Linked DNA regions of Zea mays: region 1 is linked to region 2. The links are chromatin contacts, called in public Hi-C maps. All regions are on one chromosome and are shown on one strand. The core of a region is the stretch at or near the end of the contact, and the rest is flanking DNA. Distances in the headings are between cores, read along the strand shown.

Region 1 (6,413 bases), core at 1,786-4,285, 260 kb after region 2:
AGACCTGAGTTGTTCTGCAAAGGGCAGTTAACAAAGGTAGCATCATAATGCCTAATTATGCTGGATATCGCTTACCAGGGGGGGGGGGGGTTCTCATATTTTTTTCCCCGAACTTTAGGATTGTTCATATGGTTGATATTTTTTCAAGCATTGAATCCACGGCCTAAGAATCATTTAATACATTTTTCTTTGAACTGAGCTAAGATACAGCCATACCTTTTTGCTATTTCATAGAATTGCTTGAATATTTGTGAAATCATTTGCATGCATGCATAGATAAAATCTCCAAGGAGCATCAGTTTTCTTTGGTCTTCCAAAGTTATCTGAATACACTAGTCCTCTAGTTAATTTGGCAGTATTGTTTCTACAAGGTTTTTCATTTTTTTAAAGAATGTGAAAATATTTTGGGAGACTAAGATTTAGGCTTATGTATTAGTTGGTGTCTAACCTGATGGATAAATGTCACGAGCTGACTCTTTACCTCTTTATTTTTATATACTGTATTATGTATAAGTACTTAGTATATTAGGTAATCTTAGATATGTCGAGTTTTAAAACTTCATCTGTAGATTTTCTTGACCTACTATAGTCAAGATCTTATAACTGCCTCCGCAATTCATTCTTTGCAGCCTTGCAAGGGGATATTGCTTTTCGGACCTCCTGGCACTGGAAAAACTATGCTTGCCAAAGCAGTAGCAACTGAAGCAGGCGCTAATTTCATCAATATATCAATGTCGAGCATTACATCGAAGGTATTATTTCACCTAATGGGCAACTGATGAGATTCACTACTGTCTCAAGGCTAACCAGTGGTTTGTTAACTTTCAGTGGTTTGGTGAAGGGGAGAAGTATGTAAAGGCTGTTTTCTCACTAGCAAGTAAAATAGCACCCAGTGTTATATTTATTGATGAGGTATGCAAGCACACAAGTTTACTTTAGTAACCACTACCGGCACAGTATATACCAACTTTTTTTTTGACTTTCTGCAGGTCGATAGTATGCTAGGAAGGAGAGAAAATCCAGGGGAGCATGAAGCGATGCGCAAGATGAAGAATGAATTTATGGTAAATTGGGATGGGTTGCGCACTAAAGATAAGGAGCGTGTGCTTGTTCTTGGTGCTACAAATAGGCCTTTTGACCTCGACGAGGCTGTGATTAGGAGGTTCCCCCGCAGGTAAATGTTGTTTCATTCAGTGGGACTGGATTACCCAGTTGTATAACTGTAGTTTTGTTCGGTGGGCCATGATTATCTAATCGTTGCTTTTGGGTAGCAATAGTTTGGTTCCATATTCATCACCATCTTACTCATTGTTTCAGGTTAATGGTAAACTTGCCCGATGCATCAAATAGGGAGAAAATTCTAAAAGTAATTTTGGCAAAAGAAGAGCTGGGATCTGATGTTGATATGGACTCGCTTGCCAATATGACTGATGGTTATTCAGGAAGCGACCTGAAGGTACGTTTGCTCTTACGCGTGCCATTGATAGAAAAACCCTCTGCATGGTTTTCACCGGCTTCGTTGCTCTCAGAATCTGTGTGTGACCGCGGCGCATTACCCCATCCGAGAAATTCTGGAGAAGGAAAAGAAGGTACACAATGCCGTCTCTGCTTCTGGTTGCTCCGTTTGCACTTGGCAGTATGATTATCCTTGGCAGCAGGGAGCGGCGATGTTTGAATTATGCATTTTTTTCTGTTGAGCCTAGATCATGACTGTGCTGGGCTCGTTCAATTCCACTGTGTGCAGGAGAAGAATTTGGCTAAAACAGAAGGTAGGCCGGAGCCTGCATTATATGGAAGCGAGGACATCCGCCCTCTTAGCATAGATGACTTCAAATCTGCCCATGAGCAGGTGAGAACACCAAAGTTGATCCCATTTCGCATCTCCTCCCCCCGACCCTTCTCTGCAATCTACGTTCTTGTTTGTATGCAACCATGTATTCTTGTTTCTTAGAGCGGCATCCTAATCTCTCCTTGGTCGGGCGCAGGTTTGTGCGAGCGTTTCGTCCGACTCGGCGAACATGAACGAGCTCCTTCAATGGAACGACCTGTACGGCGAAGGCGGGTCAAGGAAGAAGAAAGCGCTGAGCTACTTCATGTGATGGGGTGAGAGCATAGAATCCAGAAGGATCACAGCCGTGGCATAAGATCAGAAGGAACACAGAGCGGCCATAGTACCACACCCACTATGGCCCTAAATCCAGTCAAGTTTTCGCTCCTTCCCCCTCCCTCAGTAGCCGCCGCCGCCCCGCCGCCGCCTGGTGTAATTAGAACTGTGTACGGAGTCGAGTTGGTTTGCCAGCTGTTTCAAGGTTACAGAGTTGAGATTTGGAATTACAATGGCGCCATTGCCCTCCTCCAACCCCCCCCCCCCCCCCCCCCCCCCCCCCGTTTTCTTCCTCCCATAAGTTGCGGTCACTGTCCTTCTTGGACTCTCTGGCCTTTGTTCTTGTAAATGCGAAATGAAGGGATGTGAAATAAGAACATCTTCGTCCTGTTGTTGACAGTATGGTACACATATTTAATTTTTGTACTTGACCGGCGATGATAAATTGGATCGGTGCCAACATAAGAATTATGGAAAGGTGCCTTTCCTGCCCGCCGAAATCTGTGTGTATGTCGAGTGGGCTGGGTATTGTGAGGTGAAATTTTATGCGTCTCCTGTCGTCTTGTGGTTGCGAAATGCGTGGGAGCAAACGTCCGGCATAATGAACTTTCGTCATTTCTTATGGCTGCGAAATGCATGGGTTCGGTATGTATGAATTTTCTCTGTCATAATGAACTTGGATTCTGATAACGGTGCATTGCACAGATTTCATTTTTTTTCTTACGTAAACACTTCGGTTCTTTCTAATGGCCCATGCATAGACAATGGAATCATTGGTGTCACATATTAATGGCCCAGGAAAGAATACAGAGTCCGACAGTGCAATATATACAAATATAGTTTCTAGGCAGCTGATTACGACGCCAACGGACGATAGATGGCACATCATCAGGAAGTCACAGGCAGGGAATGCAGCGTGGCGCCGCGTAACTGGAACAGACACTGATGCTTCACGCCTACGCTACCAAAAATTCAATCAACTGCTAGTCAAAAGTCACGTGATCCAATATCCCATTTGTCTTTTGTCATCCTTTCGTCTTTGCCAAAGATTTTGTCACGACCTACGTTACATATCTGATGGACTGATGGTGCAAAGCGTTCGGGCAAGCAAGCTAGACGCAATGGCAGCTCCTCTTCTCCTCATCGTCGTCCTCGTCGCCACCACCGCCGCGGTCTCTGCTGCAGGCTCGGACACCACCATATTCCCCACAGAAGCGCTACCGACCAAGTCCGGCTACCTCCCGATCCCCGCGGCCAACGCTTCCATGTACTACGCCTTCTACGAGGCCACCCACCCGCTGACCCCGCCGGCCGCCACGCCGCTCCTGGTCTGGCTCGAGGGCGGGCCCGGCCTGTCCTCCTTCGCCAGCAACTTCCTCCAGATCGGCCCCTACGTCTTCTCCTCCTCGCCCGCCGACTCCGACACCGACTCCTCCGACGCGTCTTCCTTGGCGCCCCCCTCGCTGCGCTTGCGCCCCAACCCCTACGCGTGGAACCGCCGCTTCGGGCTCCTCTTCCTCGAGAGCCCGCTCGGCACCGGCTACAGCGCGGCGCCGTCGCCCTCCGCCATCCCGACGACGCAGCCCGCCGTGGCGGAGCACGTCCTCGCCGCGCTCCAGTCCTTCCTCTCGTCGCAGCCGGACGACGCCACCTTCCGCGCCCGCCCGCTCTTCCTCACCGGCGAGAGCTACGCCGGCAAGACCATCCCCACGGTCGCCGCGCTCATCCTGGCCAGCACCAGCACCACCAGCACCAACCCGGCTCTCCCCGAGCACCTGTCCACGAGGATGAGGATCAACCTGCGCGGCGTGGCCATCGGCAACGGCTTCGTGCACCCGGCGGCGCAGGTGACCACGCACGCCGACGTCCTCTACTTCGCGGGCCTCATCGGCGCGGAGCAGCGGCGCGAGGCGGCGGCCATGCAGGCGGAGGCGGCGGCGCTGGCCGCGGCGGGGCGGTGGCGCGAGGCGGTGGACGCGTGGTTCCGCGCGCTGTCGTGGCTGCGCGACGCCACGGGGCTCCCGTCGCTGTTCGACGTGGCGGCAGCGGACGACGCGTCGTCGCCGCTGCAGGCCCTGACGGCCGCCGGCGCCCGAGCCGCGGGGTTCATGAACGACGCCGGGGTGAGGGCGGCGCTGGGCGCGCGACGCGACGCGCCGGCGCCGCCGTGGGAGCTCGTCAGCGCCGCGGTCGTGGCGGCGCTGCACGACGACGTGATGAAGAGCGCCAAGCCGGACCTGGAGGCGCTGCTGCGGGGGCCGCCGGCGCCGGCGCCGTCCCCGCGCGTGCTACTGTACGAGGGGGTCCGTGACGCGCAGGTCGGCGTGGTGTCCGTGGAGGCGCTGCTGCGGGAGCTGGACTGGGATGGGCTCGCCGCGTTCCGGGACGCCCCGCGCGCCGTGTGGCGCCAAGGAAGCGGCGGCGGCGGCGAGGCCGGACAGCGAGGGAGGCTCGCCGGGTACGTCCAGAAGCATGGCGCGCTCGTGCACGTCGCCGTGTACGCGGCCGGGCACATGGTGCCGGCGGACCAGGGGCGGGCGGCGCAGGAGATGATCGAGAACTGGGTGTTCGACGAGGGCTTGTTCAGCAGCGACGGCGGAAAGCAATACGATGAGGCGTCTTGTGGGGGCCATGCGAGTATCTATCAGTAGCAGTAGCCCATGACGCGGTCTTCATGAATTTAATTTAGATGTTTTCTGTATTACACGTATAGCAAATAAAGCCAGTTGAGTATTGGAAAATAAATAAACAAATAGATGGTATTGATGTGTCGTCGTAATAATCCGTTGGATTCTGTTGACGGGAGCTAGCTCACGTATTCACACATTATTAAACCACATTTCAATAAGACATATAACTAATGTTTGCATCTTTGGCTTTTGAATCGGTTTATATTACTATTTGAGTAAACCAAAACACATTTCAAATCAGCTATGGTACAATCTGTACATTGTGTGCATCCCTTTTTGTAGAAATCAATTAAGGCTGAACAGCAAGTGTAGCTCGAATTTCTGTGGTCCACTGTAACGCTAAACAGTATTAACAAGACATACAATGCGAGCCACTCCGGCAATTCATGTTGGTATTAATAAGACATACAATGTGATTTATATTCACAGAATTTGGTTCAAAAGAGCTCTTCGGAGTTGAGTTTGTTCCACGCCTCCTGTTAATGCAAAAGGTGCAAGTATTAACGAGCTTTCAGCAGCGAGACAAGAAGGCACGCACACCACCACCCGACGACCAGCGTCCACGTCCTTTCGGTGCAACCAAGCAAGTCAACAACCCCAGGGTACAATAACTAACACGAAATAAACTCTTTCCTTGCAATTTAACACCTCGACTACTGTGCTGCGTACAACAATTCTTCCAACCACCATGCCCGAATTCAAATCTCTGGTCGGTACAACAGAGGCATTTGCAACGGTTTATAAGGAAACAAAAACCTACGAGTAATCGTACAGGGAGACGCTCTTGTCATCCGACGCGCTAGCCAGACGCCCTGCTCGGACTCCGGCACCGCCTGGTGGCCTGAAGGCCACGGCCCACACCTGATCGGAGTGGTTGCTCATGGTCTGCACCGAGGTCCTCATGTTGAGGTCCCAGAGCCGGACGGTGCGGTCGCTCGACCCCGTGGCCACCGCCAGGCCGTCGGGGCTCGCGTCGATGCTCAGCACCCAGCTCGCGTGGCCCGACATGGCCCCGACGAGGCCCTTCTCCCTGGCGTCGTAGATGTGGACGTGGCAGTCGTCGCAGGCCGTGAAAAGCACGTGCGGGTCCACCGGGGAGAACACCATGGACCGCACCGGCATGTGGTGGCCCTCCAGGTGGTGCAGGAACTTCATGCGGACCGCGTCGTAGACGGCGATCGTGCCGTCCATGGACCCGCATGCTAGGAGCCTTCCGTCGGGGCTCCAGGCGACTGACAGGACGAACTTGCCGCTGCCTGTCTTGTCGGGGCGAGCTCCCTCCGGGCGTGGGACGGCGAGGCTGGTGATCGCCTTCCACTTCTCCGTGTCCCACAGCTTCACTGATCCACTGCCACCACCGGCTGCGGCCAGAGCATTACCCTGGAAAGTAAAGGATATGGTTTGCCCCATCCTGTGTCAATAACCAAACCGAAGAAAGAACTGCCGGTTTCACAAATTAGATGTAACAGGATAGAATGATGATTCAGTCATGGTTTCCTGCCATCTGTATTACTTGGAATCATAAGTACAACAGAACATGCCAAAACCAACTGTCAAGAATTTAGCCGAAACAGAATATCCAAACATGACAGGTGAAGCTTTTCAGGAGAGGACTGAAG
Region 2 (5,786 bases), core at 515-3,014:
CCCTACCAGCAGTAGCAACCAGGCTGCTAGTCCCAGAGCAGGGGCACGGCCGCATATGCTCCCAACAAAACGGCATGGCGACCTCACCCTGTCCCAGTGTCCCTGCGCCTGCCCCTGCCTCGAGGTCGAGGTGGCGAGGAGGGACGGCGACACGACGGCGCTGCGTCATGCCATGCGTGGGACAGGCCGCCATGGGCGAGGCGAGGCTGGCAGCATGGGCGGGCAGGGCAGGACAGGTGTTGTCCCATCATCCTCACGCCCAAGGGCGGGCCGGGCACGCAGTGACTGTTGCTGACGCGGTGGAGCTGCCGTGCGCACGACCGACGAGGCTCATCACTGATATCTTCTGTGAATCTTTTTACTACGTACTACTACTACTGCACTTTACCGAGGCGTCAAGCAAAAGCCGTATGCCATGCCGTGCTGCCGGGCATCCTGTTAGATTACTGAAGAAAGAACAGAGCTTTCTTCTTCCCGCAGAATCCTGACTTAGCACGCAGATGAACATACAAGTTTCAGTTTATCAACTAAAACACAGAAGCGAAGATCGTTGGTTCACTGGAACAAGCCCTTTTTTTTAAACACGGTTGCCACTAACTAGTTCACAGTAGTGACTGAAGAGTAACCACACTGAACACACACTACCACCACCACCACCACCACCCACACTGACACACACTACGACCTGGAGGAGACAGCGGCGGCGGCGTTGATCCCCCTGGCGATGCCGTAGCTACGGCCGCCGAGCCCGATGCAGCCGAAGAGGAGCTGGCCCTGGCGGTACGGCAGCGACGTCCGGCGCCGCATCTCCTCGGCCTCGGCGCGCCGCGCCTCGTACAGCCGCTCGTGCGCGGACCTCCTCCTGCCCCTCCCAACCTTTACAGACGGAGACGGGGACGGAGACGGCGCCGCCGCGGCTGGGGGAGCGCCAGCGCAGTGGTGGTGGTGGGAGTGCGGCTGCTGCTGCTGCTGCTGCTGCTGGTGGCTGCTCTTGCCGCCGTCCGACTTGCTGCGGTGGAGCAGGTCCTTGAGGAACCCGCTCCAGCGGCGGGAGCCCCTGGACGACGACGCGGACGAGGCGGACGAGGATGCGGTGGACGACGACGACGACGAGCGCGACGCCGCCGCCGGCTGCTGCTGCTGCTGCGACTCGCCGGCGGACTCGGGCTTCGGCACCGGGACTTGGGACGCGGACCGCCAGTGCGTGCGGAACGGGGACATAGAGCGCGCCTTGCGCCGCACGGAGCGGCTCCGCACGCGCCCGCGCTCGTCCGCCGCCTCCGCCTGCTGCTGGTTCTCGTGCTGCGCGCCCGCGGCGGGGTCCGGGTCCGGGTCCGCGTCCCCGTCCGGCTGCAGCAGCAGCGCGGCGGCGAGGCGGATCTGGCCGTTGTGGAAGAGCTCGTCGGCGGAGCACATGGCGGCGGCGGACGGCGACGGGAAGCGCGACGAGAAGTCGAAGTCGAAGTCGAAGTCCAGGTCCGGGACGGCGGCGTCCTTGCCGCGGGTGGGGCTGGTCGGCGCGCTGAAGAAGAAGTGGGACGGGTAGGTGTCCCTTTCCCTGTCCCTGTCCCGGGCGGGGCTGGACGGCGCGCTCACGAAGGGCGTCGAGCAGGCGCTGTCGTCGCAGCACGCTGCCTCGGCGGCCATCGCCGGTACGGGGCGTGGAGGCGAGCCACGGAGACGGACGGATGGGCGGAGTGGGGGGAAATGGTGGTGTGTGGGGACTGGGGAGTCTGTCTGTCTGGGAGAAGGAACGGGAAGCGTGGGAGAGCGTGCGTGGAGGTGGTGGGAGTTTTTAACTCGCGGGGTTGTTTCGCGGGCGGAACCCCCGTGGTTTGGCTGAATAGCGAGCGGCTCCGGCCCGCGCCCACGGCCAGGGCCCGTGCTGTAATAACCAGACTCCGCGGGTGTCCTCGTGGGAGGATATTATTATTCCGCGTGCCCGCCCGCCGCCCGGATAACCAGATCTGGACCCTAAGCCGCGGTCCCAAGCCTGCTAGGTGGCCGGTGGACTCCTCCGACGGTGTGAGTCGCCGCCGCAGTTGAAGTAGCGCCGCCGTTCGTATACTAGCATGTCTGGAGGGGCGGCTACTGAATACTGTTGGTACCGGCCGGCCCACGTGGGCTGCGCGTTGCCGCGCGCGCATGCGGATCCATGGGCCGTCGTCATCCAGGGCCGGGATCACGATGCGAGGTCCGAGACGGGCCTCGCCGCGACAGCCATCCGTGACTCCACAGTAGGACCGTCGCGTGCGTGCGTGCGCGGGACCGCCGCAGCGCATCCCCGGTGGCCGGAGGCGTCCGTCGACTGTCCGGTGGCCGCGACGGGGGGACGGACACCTGTCGGGGCAACCCGAACCGCACGTACAAGTGACGCGGCGCACAGTTGAGCTACGACCTACTAGCCTGCCACCCTGTCAGCGTCCTCCGTTTCCGTCTCTCTTTTCCACGCCGCCCCATCATCATCATCACCGGCACGGCCATTGCTGGTGCCGCCCGTCAGTTTTGCTATGTTTTTTTTATGTTCAGAATATTTGCAAAATCTGTTGTTCGTTAAACACTTAACTATAGTAGAGAAGAGAGATAAAGAGTTTGTCACCAACCAACCTGCCCTATAATAATCTCACACGTGGATCACAAAAAGGAAAAAAGAAACACGATGGAGACTCTTCCGTTCCACATGGCCGGGCCACCGCAAATCGCCCTACGGTTGGACCACATGGGCCGCTCCACCGCAAATTCACCAGGCCCACCCAGCTCTACGGCTGGATCCTACATGGCCATTCTTCCCTCTCGGCGCAGCGCCGCCACCACCACCACCACTAGCAGCCTTCTTATTTATATATATACTGGGCTTCTTCCCGCCGGCCCAGCCAACTGCTACCCATTCGCGCCGCTGTGTCCCAAGTCCCAACCGTGCCCCACCGAGCCACTCTTCCAGTTTCCCCCGCGCGCCAACCCGCCAAAAAGGAGGGAGGGGAACCCGGGAAGGAGGCCCGCAGCCAGAGCCGCCGCCGTTCCGTATCCGTCCCGTCTCCGCCGCGGCGGCGCTGACGCTAGGGGTTGCCGCGCCCAGCGCGGAGATGCAGCAACGTGCGCGGGATGGCGAGCAGCACCGCCTGCTCGACCTCGCAGTCGAGTCCGGCTTCGACCGCGACCTCGCCGCCAGCTGCCTCGCCCGCCTCCTCGAGGTCTACGGTACGTACCTACTCCCATCCCCCCCTCTCTATCTCCCCCTCACACACACACAGGCCGGCCGGGCCCGCTGGGATGGACGCGCCCGTTCCTCTTCCGATCTGGCCTTGTGTACCTGCCCGTTGGACTCGGCGGTCTCTAACTTACGGGGGGATATTCTGCGAATAACGAGGACGGTGATTCAGCTATTGCGAACAAATACACTGCTTCCTGCTATTAACTCATTTCGCTGCATGTTTTGGGAGTACCGTGGAAAAACTGACATGTCTGTTGGACCTGGACTGGACAATCTCCACAGTTTGAGATTCTAGGACACGGTGCTTTATTAAAAAAAACTCGGTCGAAGAGGGAAAGACCATCCTCCCGGTATAATGCCTGGGACCGGCACTCAAGGCGCACACAACCCACTGATGGCTAATAAAAGACCGAAATATTGTCCCGACCAAGAAAATTCTCGAACCTCATCATGGATGGACTGCAAGATTGTGTTGATGTTTGGGAAAGCATCATCAAACACACAAGCATTTATATGCTTCCAAATTTGCCAGGCTACTAAACTCACAAAGGAATTAAAGCCTTTCTTTATTTGGCTTAGGCACATTCCTTTCTGCCTCTCCCCACCATTCCTGAAACATCGCCGCATCAGTCGTGTGAGTAACATGTTGAGGCCCAGCCTGCTTAGAGATCTGAACCACACCTCCCTCGCAAAAACACAAGCCACCAGAATGTGCTACGCTGTCTCGTCCTGCTGGTCACAAAGGGGACATCTTTCTGGGTGATCCATTCCCCGAGGAGCTAGTCGATCAGCCATCCAGCATCGGTTGAGAGATGCCAGCCAGATGAAGTATTTACAACACGGAGGAGCCCAAGTCTTCCATATTCTTTTGTCCGGCTCAAAAGCTATTGCACCAATATGGAAGAGCTTGTACGCATTTTTTGGCCGAATACAGACCCGAGGAAGAAGGCAGCCACCGATGTTGATGAGCAACATTTGGCTGCAACTACACCTCTTGGATTAGATCCCAGACTAAAAGGAACTCAAACAGCACCTGCCCTGGTGCTTTATTTAAAACGATAAAAAAGGAAATCTTGTCTATTGTCTGGGATTATGTTTCTCAGTTTCTGTTGGCTTTAAATCTATTGCAAATTGTGAAGATATTGCTAGTAAATGGCTCGGTCCACTAAATTACTGTATGATGTTTTGCATATTACTACAGCTGGGACTGTTTTGGGGGTATTTGGCTAACTAGATAATGTCATTATCTTCACAATGTAACCTGTCATCCTGAAAGAAAAAAAAGGAGCAAATGGAAGGCTTCGATCTATAACATGCTGCTCTGCTGGGAAAATAAAAAACACCATTACTGCTAGTAAACATATAATTTTGGTTAGTCGTTTTATGTTGCCTTGTGCTTGCAAGAGTGCAAGGTTGAGTTTCACACAAAAGGGGTCATACTGTAGGTATTCAGAAAGGTGGATGCATGCTTACGTTGTCTTCCTTTGTTAAAAGCAAAACTTTATATTGTCGAATCTGCCAACTTGCTCTGGTGTAGCTCAACCTTGCTTTCCTTTTCACTACTGTTTACTGGGATTTCTAATGCCTAATCACTTGGTATATGGTTCCTTATTCTGTTACAGGGGAGGATGGTCTGGATATGGTTACTGTCGACAACTGTGGCAATGATTTCCTTGCATCACTGGCTGATGCCACACAACCTACTGATGACTGGGACGATCTCAAAGGGATTGAGACCGAGGCATGTGGCAACTTGAATGATATGATGATGAAGAATGTACCTGACTGCAATGGAGGAGTTGCTATAGACAGCCGTTATACATCCAGAGAGCCAAATTCGTCCTCTCAACGTGCTCCGAATCATCTTGAAGCTTTCAAATTTGCCTCTGATGATTCAGATTTTGAAATGGACAACCTTCCTGACAAGTCTTGTAGTATGCAAAGGCAGACACAATCAAGAAACTCTGGAATGCAGACCCGAAGCTCAGCAAAATCCACAGTAGGCCACTTATTCTGATCTTCCACTAATAGTCATTTCCATCCTCGTTATTCTAGTTTGCATAAGGTGATGTTATGACATTATGTTTGCATACAGACAACATGTAAAACATGCTATTATGTTCATCCTGTGCTTTCAAACAAGTGTAGCTCGCTTTTGCCTTTCTGCTGTTACTTTTTAGTTGATATTTTAACTTCTTCGATTTTAAATTTTGAAGGTGACTAGGGAAACCAGCAGATATGAGCCAACGACTCCCACTTCAAATAGAGAGATGCCTCCAGCTGCATTTCATCAAAGGAGAGAACTTCTGAGCTACGAGCAACTTTGTTGCCTCGATGATGTCAATTTTGCCAATGCTGTCATCTTTGGCAACAAAGGCTTTAGGCCCCTGCAGTACGAAGCTTGCAGGGCTGCAATGGATAACCAAGACTGTTTCATACTTATGCCAACTGGTGGTGGGAAGAGTTTGTGTTATCAGGTCAGTAAATTCTGTGTTCTTGTTCGAAATTGTTCTTTCCATTGCCTGGTGGCATGATCTGGAACCGTTCATCAAAATTTATATACTTGCAGCTCCCT

What was found. A called contact is a pair of places that touch in the nucleus more often than the background predicts.
Region 1: a Hi-C map of tassel shows a contact between it and region 2, with 2.3 times the contacts expected there. The contact joins the promoter of LOC103652719 here to the promoter of LOC100285663 in region 2. A contact is called at or near these places in 2 of 25 Hi-C or Micro-C datasets (ear and tassel).

The regions. Positions count from the first base shown.
Region 1 is chr4:3,618,848-3,625,260 of Zm-B73-REFERENCE-NAM-5.0, forward strand. It overlaps LOC103652719 (serine carboxypeptidase-like 50), which reads left to right and starts at 3,036. Exons shown (of 1, transcript XM_008679677.4): 1 at 3,036-4,755. The coding sequence starts at 3,190. The coding sequence ends at 4,755. LOC103652718 (AAA-type ATPase family protein) reads left to right here. Exons shown (of 27, transcript XM_008679675.3): 20 at 1-36; 21 at 630-752; 22 at 829-912; 23 at 990-1,174; 24 at 1,318-1,456; 25 at 1,530-1,589; 26 at 1,745-1,849; 27 at 1,986-2,645. The coding sequence ends at 2,099. LOC100192788 reads right to left here. Exons shown (of 2, transcript NM_001137981.1): 2 at 5,229-6,174. The coding sequence ends at 5,551.
Region 2 is chr4:3,363,195-3,368,980 of Zm-B73-REFERENCE-NAM-5.0, forward strand. LOC100285663 reads right to left here and starts at 1,765. Exons shown (of 1, transcript NM_001158554.1): 1 at 538-1,765. The coding sequence starts at 1,647. The coding sequence ends at 679. LOC103652713 (ATP-dependent DNA helicase Q-like 1) reads left to right here and starts at 2,867. Exons shown (of 10, transcript XM_008679668.3): 1 at 2,867-3,198; 2 at 4,834-5,210; 3 at 5,428-5,688; 4 at 5,781-5,786. The coding sequence starts at 3,084.